Regions from separate parts of the Nomascus leucogenys genome. Here region 1 is linked to region 2. Evidence: chromatin contacts called from public Hi-C data. All regions are on one chromosome and are shown on one strand. The core of a region is the stretch at or near the end of the contact, and the rest is flanking DNA. Distances in the headings are between cores, read along the strand shown. Region 1 has its middle 110 kb from the start of CAB39. Region 2 holds the start of SP140L (nuclear body protein SP140-like protein).

Region 1 (4,322 bases), core at 476-2,975, 250 kb after region 2:
CAACACTTCTAGTTATACAGTATAGCCATAAAAAGTGAAAGCATTACCTCGGATATTTGCATACCCATGTTTACAAGAGCATTCAGTGGCCATGCACAATGGCAATGGTATTCAGCCATGAAAATGGAATAAAATGTTGATATGTGCTGCAGTGTAGATGACCTTGAAAACACTGGGCTAAGTGAAATCAGCCAGACACGGAAGGACAAATGTGTGATTCCACTGATCTAAGGTACCCAGAATAAGCAAATTCATAGAAACAGAGAATAGAATCAAGGTCACCAGGGGATGGGAGGAGGGGGAAGGAATGCGGTGTTATTTGTATAAAGGGTAGAGAGTTTACGTTGGGAATGACAAACAAGTTTTGGAAATAGTGGTGACGTTTACACGAATGTATTGTGAATGTATTTAATACCACTGAATTGCACACTTACAAATGACTAAATGAGAAATTGATAATGATAAATAATCATATATATTAACAATGAAATGATAACTATTATGGATACTTTGCTACAATAAATAATAATGATAATGGGAGAGGACTCATGTTATTTGAATGTGGAGCTTCGTGTTAATTAGTCCAACTAAGCTATCACATGCTGCTCTCTGGAGCGTGAGGACAGACAATAGCGCTGAGCATAACTGGGGACAGAAAAATAAATTGGCGGGGGCAGGGAGGCTCGGCTTAGTTGAGAGTGAGATTTTATAGAGGATGAATGTCATGACCAATATCAGAAGTTTCTCAGAGCCACAGTTGAGCTGCTTTTTCTGCTGGTTTCAGGTGACTGCAAAACAACGGCACAGGTGTGGGCCTGAAGCCCGCGTAATGGAGCTTTCCCCTCCTCCCTGGATTCAGCCACACCCAGGACGAATGAGGTTTGGCTGCAAAACTTAATAGTTTATGGGGGTTTGGGGGTTTTTGTTTTTTGTTTTTTGAGACCGAGTCTCACTCTGTCTCCCAGGCTGGAGTGCAGTGACGTGATCTTGGCCCTCTGCAACCTCCACCTCCCAGGTTCAAGCGATTCTTCTGCCTCAGCCTTCCCAGTAGCTGGAATTACAGGCCCCACCACCATGTCCGGTTAATTTTTGTATTTTAGGAGAGATGGAGTTTTCATCATGTTGGCCAGGCTGGTCTCAAACTCCTGACCTCAAGTGATTCACCTGACTCGGTCTCCCAAAATGCTGGGATTACAGGCGTGAGCCACCGCACCCATCTAATTTAATGGTTTAAAAGAATTTGAGGCCAGGCACAGTGGCTCATGCCTGTAATCCCAGCACTTTGGGAGGCCGAGGCTAGTGGATCACTTGAGGTCAGGAGTTCAAGACCAGCCTGACCAACATGGTGAAACCCCATCTCTACTAAAAATACAAAAATTAGCCAGGCATGGTGGTGCACACCTGTAATCCCAGCTACTCGGGCAACTGAAGCAGGAAAATCACTTGAACCCGGGAGGCGGAGGTTACAGTGAGCCAAGATCATGCCACTGCACTCCAGCCTGGGCGACAAGAGCAAAACCCCGTCTCAAAAAAAAAAAAAGAGAAAACAAAACAAAAGTGAGGAAATCCAAGGGAGGGAAATCACTGCCCCAGCTCAGGGTTCTTGCCCCGAGGAAGGAGCTGCACTGCCAGAGTCCCTTTCAGGCACTCTCCAGGAAGCCGCCAACCCCCAGCTGCAGTGCCTGCATGACAAAAGATCAAGTTCAAGGGCCTGGCTTCCCCTCTGTTCCCCCACACACACCCCCGCACACCCCCAGCAACACAGACAGGAAGCAGGGCTCACTCTTCCTGCACCAGTGCACTTACGGGAAGTCAGCTGCTATCACAAGTGCAGCCTCCTGAGAGCCCAGGCCCTCTCCCAGAACCCCACCCATACCTGGTGGGGCTGATATCCAGCTAGGGTGCTGCACTAAAGCCCTACACAGTACTGAAGCATTAACACACTTTTAACCTACTTGGGGAAAAGCCACTGCCCTGAGCCCCTTGAAAGAGCTCAGGAAATGCCACCCCAAAATATGCTACTTTGGTGTGCTGGTCACTTTGAGCTGAAGACACTTCAGAAAGACCAAAGACAGAGAGATGTTTTCCCTGAACTCCCCCGATCTGCCTAAAGACAGATCTCCAGTCCCCTCCCAGGGAGTTTCAGGGAAATGAAAATCAAAACCACAGTGAGATACCATCTCACCCCTGTTAGATGGCTAGCATCAAAAGGTGAAAAGGTAACAGGTGTTGGCAAGGATGTAGAGAAAACACGTATATGTTGTTGGTGGGAATGTAAATTGGTGCTGCCAGTCTGTAAAACAGTGTGAAGTTTCCTCAAAAAATTAAAAATAGGGACTAGGTCGGGGTGGCTGGCAAAATGGCCAAATAAGAACAGTTCCAGTCTGCAGCTCCCAGCAAGATCAATGCAGAAGGCAGGTAATTTCTGCATTTCCAACTGAGGTACCAAGCTCATCTCACTGGGACTGGTTAGACAGTGGGTGCAGCTCACAGAGGGTGAGCCAAAGCAGAGTGGGGCATTGCCTCAACTGGGAAGCCCAAGAGGTCAGGAAACGCCCTCCCCTAGCCAAGGGAAGCCACGAGAGACTGTGCCATGAGAAACAGTGCACTCCAGCACAGATACTACACTTTTCCCATGGTCTTTGCAACCTGCAGACCAGGAGATTCCCTCAGGTGCCTACACCACAAGGGCCCTGGGTTTCAAGCACAAAACTGAGCAGCCATTTGGGCAGACACCGAGCTAACTGCAGGAGTTTGTCTTTCCGTAACCCAGTGGTGCCTGGAACGCCAGTGAGACAGAACCATTCACTCCTCTGGAAAGGGGGCTGAAGCCAGGGAGCCAAGTGGTCCAGCTCAGCAGATCCCACCCCCATGGAGCCCAGCAAGCTAAGACTGACTGGCTTGAAATTCTTGCTGGCAGCACAGCCATCTGAAGTTGACCTGGGATGCTCAAGCTTGGTGGGAGGAGGGGCGTCCACCATTACTAAGGCTCGAGTAGGTGGGTTTTCCCTCACAGTGTAAACAAAGCCACTGGGAAGTTCAGAATAGGTAGAGCCCACTACAGCTCAGCAAGGCTGTTGTAGCCAGATTGCCTGTCTAGATTGCTCCTCTCTGGGCAGGGCATATCTGAAAGAAAGGCAGCAGCCGCAGTCAGAGGCTTATAGATAAAACTCCGACCTCCCTGGGACAGAGCACCTGTGGGCGCAGCTTCAGCAGACTTAAACATTCCTGCCTGCTGGCTCTGAAGAGACGAACAGATCTCCCAGAACAGTGCTCAAGCTCTGCTAAGGGACAGATTGCCTCCTCAAGTGAGTCCCTGACCCCTGTGCCTCCTGACTGGGAGATACCCCCCAGCAGGGGTCAACAGACACCTCATATAGGAGAGCTCTGGCTGGCATCTGGCAGGTGCCCCTCTGGGATGAAGCTTCCAGAGGAAAGAACAGGAAGCAATCTTTGCTGTTCTGCAGCCTCTGCTTGTGATACCCAGACAATCAGGGTCTGGAGTGGACCTCCAGCAAACTCAGCAGACCTGCAGAAGAAGGACCTGACTGTTAGAAGGAAAACTAACAAACAGAATGCAATAGCGTCAACATCAACAGAAAGGACAACCACACAGAAACTCCATGTGAAGGTCACCAACATCAAAGACCAAAGGTAGATGAATCCACAAAGATGAGGAAAAACCAGCACAAAAAGGCTGAAAATTCCAAAAACCAGAATGCCTCTTCTCCTCCAAAGGATCACAACTCCTCACCAGCAAGGGCACAAAACTGGAAAAAGAAGGAGTATGACAAATTGACAGAAGTAGGCTCCAGAAGGTGAGTAATAACAAACTCCTCCAAGCTATAGGAGCATGTTCTAACCCAATGCAAGGAAGCTAAGAACCTTGAAAAAAGGTTAGAGGAATTGCTAACTAAAATAACCAGTTTAGAGAATATAAATGACCTGATGGAACTGAAAAACACAGCACGAGAACTTTGTGAAGCATACACAAGCATCAATAGCCAAATTGATCAAGTGTAAGAGAGGATATCAGAGATTGAAGATCAACTTAATGAAATAAAGCATGAAGGCAAAATTAGAGAAAAAAGAATGAAAAGAAATATGGGACTATGTGAAAAGACCAAATCTACATTTGATTGGTGTACCTGAAAGTGACGGGGAGAATGGAAGCAAGTTGGAAAACACTCTTCAAGATATTATCCAGGAGAACTTCCCCCAACCTAGCAAGACAGGCCAACATTCAAATCCGGGAAATACAGAGAACACCACAAAAATACTCCTCGAGAAGAGCAACCCCAAGACACGTAATTGTCAGATTC
Region 2 (4,401 bases), core at 897-3,396:
CTTGCAGCCATAGAAAATGCTCCAGGAGTTCCATTATTTCCTTCTAAACAATCCAGCAGGATTTTTAGAACTTCATGCTACTTCTTAATTTGGTCCTGTCCCTTTCCCAACCCAGGTGTGTCTGACATATTCTGGATCAAAGAAACTTTGCTTTTCCCACAGAGGCCTAGAGATTCTCCATTAACTGGCATTGCTTTTGCAGAGTGTGGTGTGTCCTCAGCTTTCTCGAAGCCTGTCTGACAAGAACATCATCCCTGCTGCCAGGAGCTGCCCTAGCAAGGGCATGTCCACATGTGAAGGTCAACACTTGCGGATTTCCCAGCCAGCTCATTGATGTGGAATTCCAGCCCCTAAGCACACCCAGAGAAAAGCTGGTACATTTATGTCAGTGCCACTCAGTGGCCTGAGCCTGCCTGCTGCCCAAGAGCAGTGAGAGGGGTGAGTGCGGACGCCAGAGCAGACTGGTGTGGTCCGCGCCAGGCCTTGTCAGGGCTGCTGTGCTCCATGGAGACTGGGATCAGAGGACAACTGTGCCCAACAGATGCTCAGCTTACCAGCCACTGTGCCCCCATAAAACTGGGGAGTCACGGGGGAGCGAGCAAGAGAAAGAGAGAGAGAGACCTACAGGTGTGCAGCACCTGATAGAAACAGTGACCTCGCCCACTGGAAAAGCTGTCCTCACCAGTGTCCTGGCACCTGCTTATTCACTCATTTTGGGGAAAACGGCACCAGTAGAATCAGGGTAGAAACCCCTCACCCTCATATTTTCAAATGTACCTGGACAAGCATTCACAGCTTACAACTATTGTGCAATAAACAGCAAAAAAAAAAAAAAAAAATGTCCTTGAACCAAAATTGTCCTTAGCTGCTCTGCCCTCTAAGAGGGGGCATAGTTTACATGGGAGTCGGGGGGAGACTCCATGTTTGCCCCTTCCCCTTGCTGAGATGGCTGGGGGTGGGGGCTGGAAAAAGTTGGATTCAGCAGAATATGATTTGGAAAACATGGCTGTGGAGCACCATCCCTTCTGGCCCCTGAATCCTCACCAGGTTCCACCCTCTGCTCACCTTGGGCCCTGGATTCCAGCGCCCCCAGGCTCCCAGCTGCCTCCCTGTCTCCGCTCCATGGTTCTGCCTGGAGTTTTGGTCCCTGGTTGTGTCCTGTGGCCCCATTCTCATGCGCCCTTTGCTTCTATTTCTTTACCTATGACTTTATACTGATGTAAAGCAAGTCTTCTCTGTCACTTCTTGTTCTTTGAGGAATGATGAATTAGAATCTAAATGGAAAATCTGGGCAGAGATAGAACCCCCAGCGCGAGCCACCCTGCCCTTCCATGTCTAGATCATCTGGGTTCCAACCTCCATCCTCCTCCAATGAGAAGCTTTTGTCCTCTCAAGATTCCAGTGACTTCTCCGAAGCTCAGATGTGTCTTCACCCCTGGCTGTTCCAAGATGGCCCCATAGTCAAGATTCCTTAAACCCTTGTACCTAAAATGTTCGCCTTTCTTACCATGCTGGCTGCAGCCTCTGGTCCCAGGGGTGTGGAGAGTTCTCTCTTACTTCTGGCTGATTTCCAGGAAGGCTAAGAACACTCTCCCCAGGTTATAATGCCGAGCATTTTGGTTCTCTCCAGCCCTGGGTCCCAATGTCAGGACCTACCTTAGTCCAGTCCATGCTCTCCCATGGGCCTGAAAGAAGATTTGAAGTTTCTGGCTTTCCCTCCAACCCTGCAACTCCCACCACCAGCCATTTCAGCAAGGGGAAGGGGCAAACATGGAGTCTCCCCCCGACTCCCATGTAAACTATGCCCCCTCTTAGAGGGCAGAGCAGCTAAGGACAATTTTGGTTCAAGGACTTTTTTTTTTTTTGCTGTCTATTGCACAAACAAGTGGACTCCCGGGAGCCGGCACTGCTCGTCCCCTGGGCCCTCCTTCCCTGGTCCTGCAGGTCTTGCTGCTTGTCAGGCCTCTCTTCCAACCCTCTGCCACATTTCAGAAAAGCTGAGAACCCCTTGGAGTGAAAAAGGAGGAGAAACACGGTGTCTGTATCCCAGCAGGAAGTTAAATACTTTCACTTCTCTTTTCCCCATTTGGGCAGAAACCTGTGAGGGTGAGTCAGTCTGTCGGCCGACTTCCTGCTCCGAGTCTGCGCAGCCGCACTGCACGCGGGCTGGGCCGACGGGGGAGCTCATAGGCCAGGCTCTGAGACCCAGGCAGGGCCTGGGGTGGGACGATGGCAGGTGGGGGCAGCGACCTGAGCACCAGGTGAGTCTTTATCTCTCTTCCTTTAACCTTTATCTCTGGCAGTATTGGAGCTTTCATGCCTTTAGTTCGGTTTCTGTCTAAAGCTTCGGTTTAGTCCTGCTTTGCAAGAACGTAGGTAGGTAGTGTAATATAATGAAATAAAAGAGAATGTAATAAGGAAATCAGATTTTTACAACCGCAGCAGGACAGCTGTTTGTGTGAGTCCAGCTTGCCATAACACAGATGACTTTTCTTGTTTTGAAACTACTGCTCAGCTGGCCGGGGCACTCTGAACAGTCGTTTCAGTCATTTGTGACTGAGAGTTATTATTTCCTCATGGTCTCCGAACCCTTTCACATCCCTCTGCCCTCTCTACCTTCACATATGTCATGTCAAAGAAGGTAGTTTAGGAAATAGACACTCCAGGGTAAACAGCTGGCTTACTTTTGAACACTGGAAACTGTGGTTTCACCTGTCTCGGGAAGAGGCCTGGGTCAGCTTTGGGGCTATTTCCTTGACTGACTCAGGGTGAGAATTCTGATACAATTGACCTTGATCCAAAGAAGGAAAAAGAAGGAAAAGGTCCAGGATGGCAGAAAGCTAAATATTTTTATTTTTACTTCAATTTCCTGTCCCAAGATGGGGGATGCCGCTGACCAGAAAAGAGATGGAAATCCTATCTTTTCTCTAGTAACGAGTTTATAAATAACATTACTTAATCTTTTTATTTTATTTTATTTTTTTGAGACAGGGTCTCACTCTGTCACCCAGGCTGGAGTGCAGTGGCACAATCTCAGCTCACTGCAACCTCTGTCTCCTGGGTTCAAGCGATTTTAATCTTTTAAATTTTTTAGTACAAAAGAAATACAGTACATTCTTACTCATAAAATGTCAAACAGTGGAGAAGTATATAAAGGAAAAAGTCTTCTTCACCACTCACTTCGCCTTGTAGCTTCCTTTCACAGTCTTGTGAAGAGTCTTGGGCATAGCTTTTCTCATATTTTTCGATGCATTTATGTGTACGAAGTATGTTTTTGTAAACACATAATTTGTGTTCTCGTTTTGTAATAAATGGAATTACATTGTGCATGCTATTCTGCATTTTGCATTTTTACTCATTTTAATGGTGGAAATCTTAGATATCTTTTCACCTTAATACATGTAGATCTACCTCATTCTTTTTACACATACTATTCCATAGAATTTACATAGCATAATTTTTTAACCATTCTCCAATTGAAGGACATTTAGATTGTTTTCAATTGTTCACATTTATCAATAAGCTATAATAATGATTATATATTTCTCTTTTTTTGCACGTATACAAGTATTTATCTTGTGTCTAAACCTTAAAAAGTGGAATTGTTGAAGCAAAGGGTGCTGTTATTTACTTGTTTGTAGATCCTGCCAAATTGTCTTTTTAGGAGGCTGAACGGATGTGTTTCACGAGTAGCAAATGAGATGAACCATCTTCCCGCACACAGCCAAAGTCTGCAAAGGTGATGAAGAATTGCATTTTGTTTTAATTTGTATTTTCCTGATATTGTGGAAAGCTGAACAGCTTTTCATGTTTCTTGGCCACTTAAATTTCCTCTTCTATAATTTTTTTGTTCATTTTTTGCCAATGTGATTCAGTTGAGGTGCTTGTCTTTTTTTCATGATATGGGAGAGTTCACTAAATATTCTGCAAAGTATAAATATACTTTTCTTGTCCCTTACATTTGTATATGGTGACTTCTGTCTTATTAACAGCTTAAAATTTCATGTATAAACATCTTACAACTTAGATTTTATAAGACCGATGCACTTTCATTATAAATAGTGATACAGAGAGTTGCTGAGGAACTCCGTGAGCACTGTCAGTTTTTAAAGTTGTTCTTGTGTTAAGGTGGCAGATTTGATTCTGCCTTTGTTCCAGGAAAAGTTCCTTCTCTAAAATCTCTGACATTTTCTTTTTCAATTTTTAGGCAAAATTATTCTTACATTGGAGCAACTTCAGCCTTCACAGCTTTTATCTTCCCCGTGGTGCTTTCATCTTTTCAGTTTTTTACTTTGAGTTCATAATAGTTGTCTCAAACTTTGCCTCCATGACAGTTATCCAGTGATATGGTTTGGCTCTGTGTCCCCACCAAAATCTCATCTTGAATTGTAATCAGAATTG

The links. Hi-C and Micro-C count contacts between places; a contact is called where the count stands out from the background.
Region 1: a Hi-C map of an unstated tissue shows a contact between it and region 2, with 2.7 times the contacts expected there. The contact joins the enhancer-like site here to the promoter of SP140L in region 2. A contact is called at or near these places in 2 of 4 Hi-C or Micro-C datasets (a lymphoblastoid cell line and an unstated tissue).

Annotation. Positions count from the first base shown.
Region 1 is chr22a:131,214,931-131,219,252 of Asia_NLE_v1, forward strand. No RefSeq gene overlaps it. Among named protein-coding and RNA genes, the nearest start is that of CAB39, 110 kb to the right of the region's middle. Within about 2 kb of position 1,726, the one cell type or tissue checked has an H3K27ac peak away from gene starts, as active enhancers do. A contact at or near this core is called in a lymphoblastoid cell line, where this site is marked.
Region 2 is chr22a:130,961,237-130,965,637 of Asia_NLE_v1, forward strand. SP140L (nuclear body protein SP140-like protein) reads left to right here and starts at 2,147. Exons shown (of 19, transcript XM_030802386.1): 1 at 2,147-2,261; 2 at 3,665-3,739. The coding sequence starts at 2,230.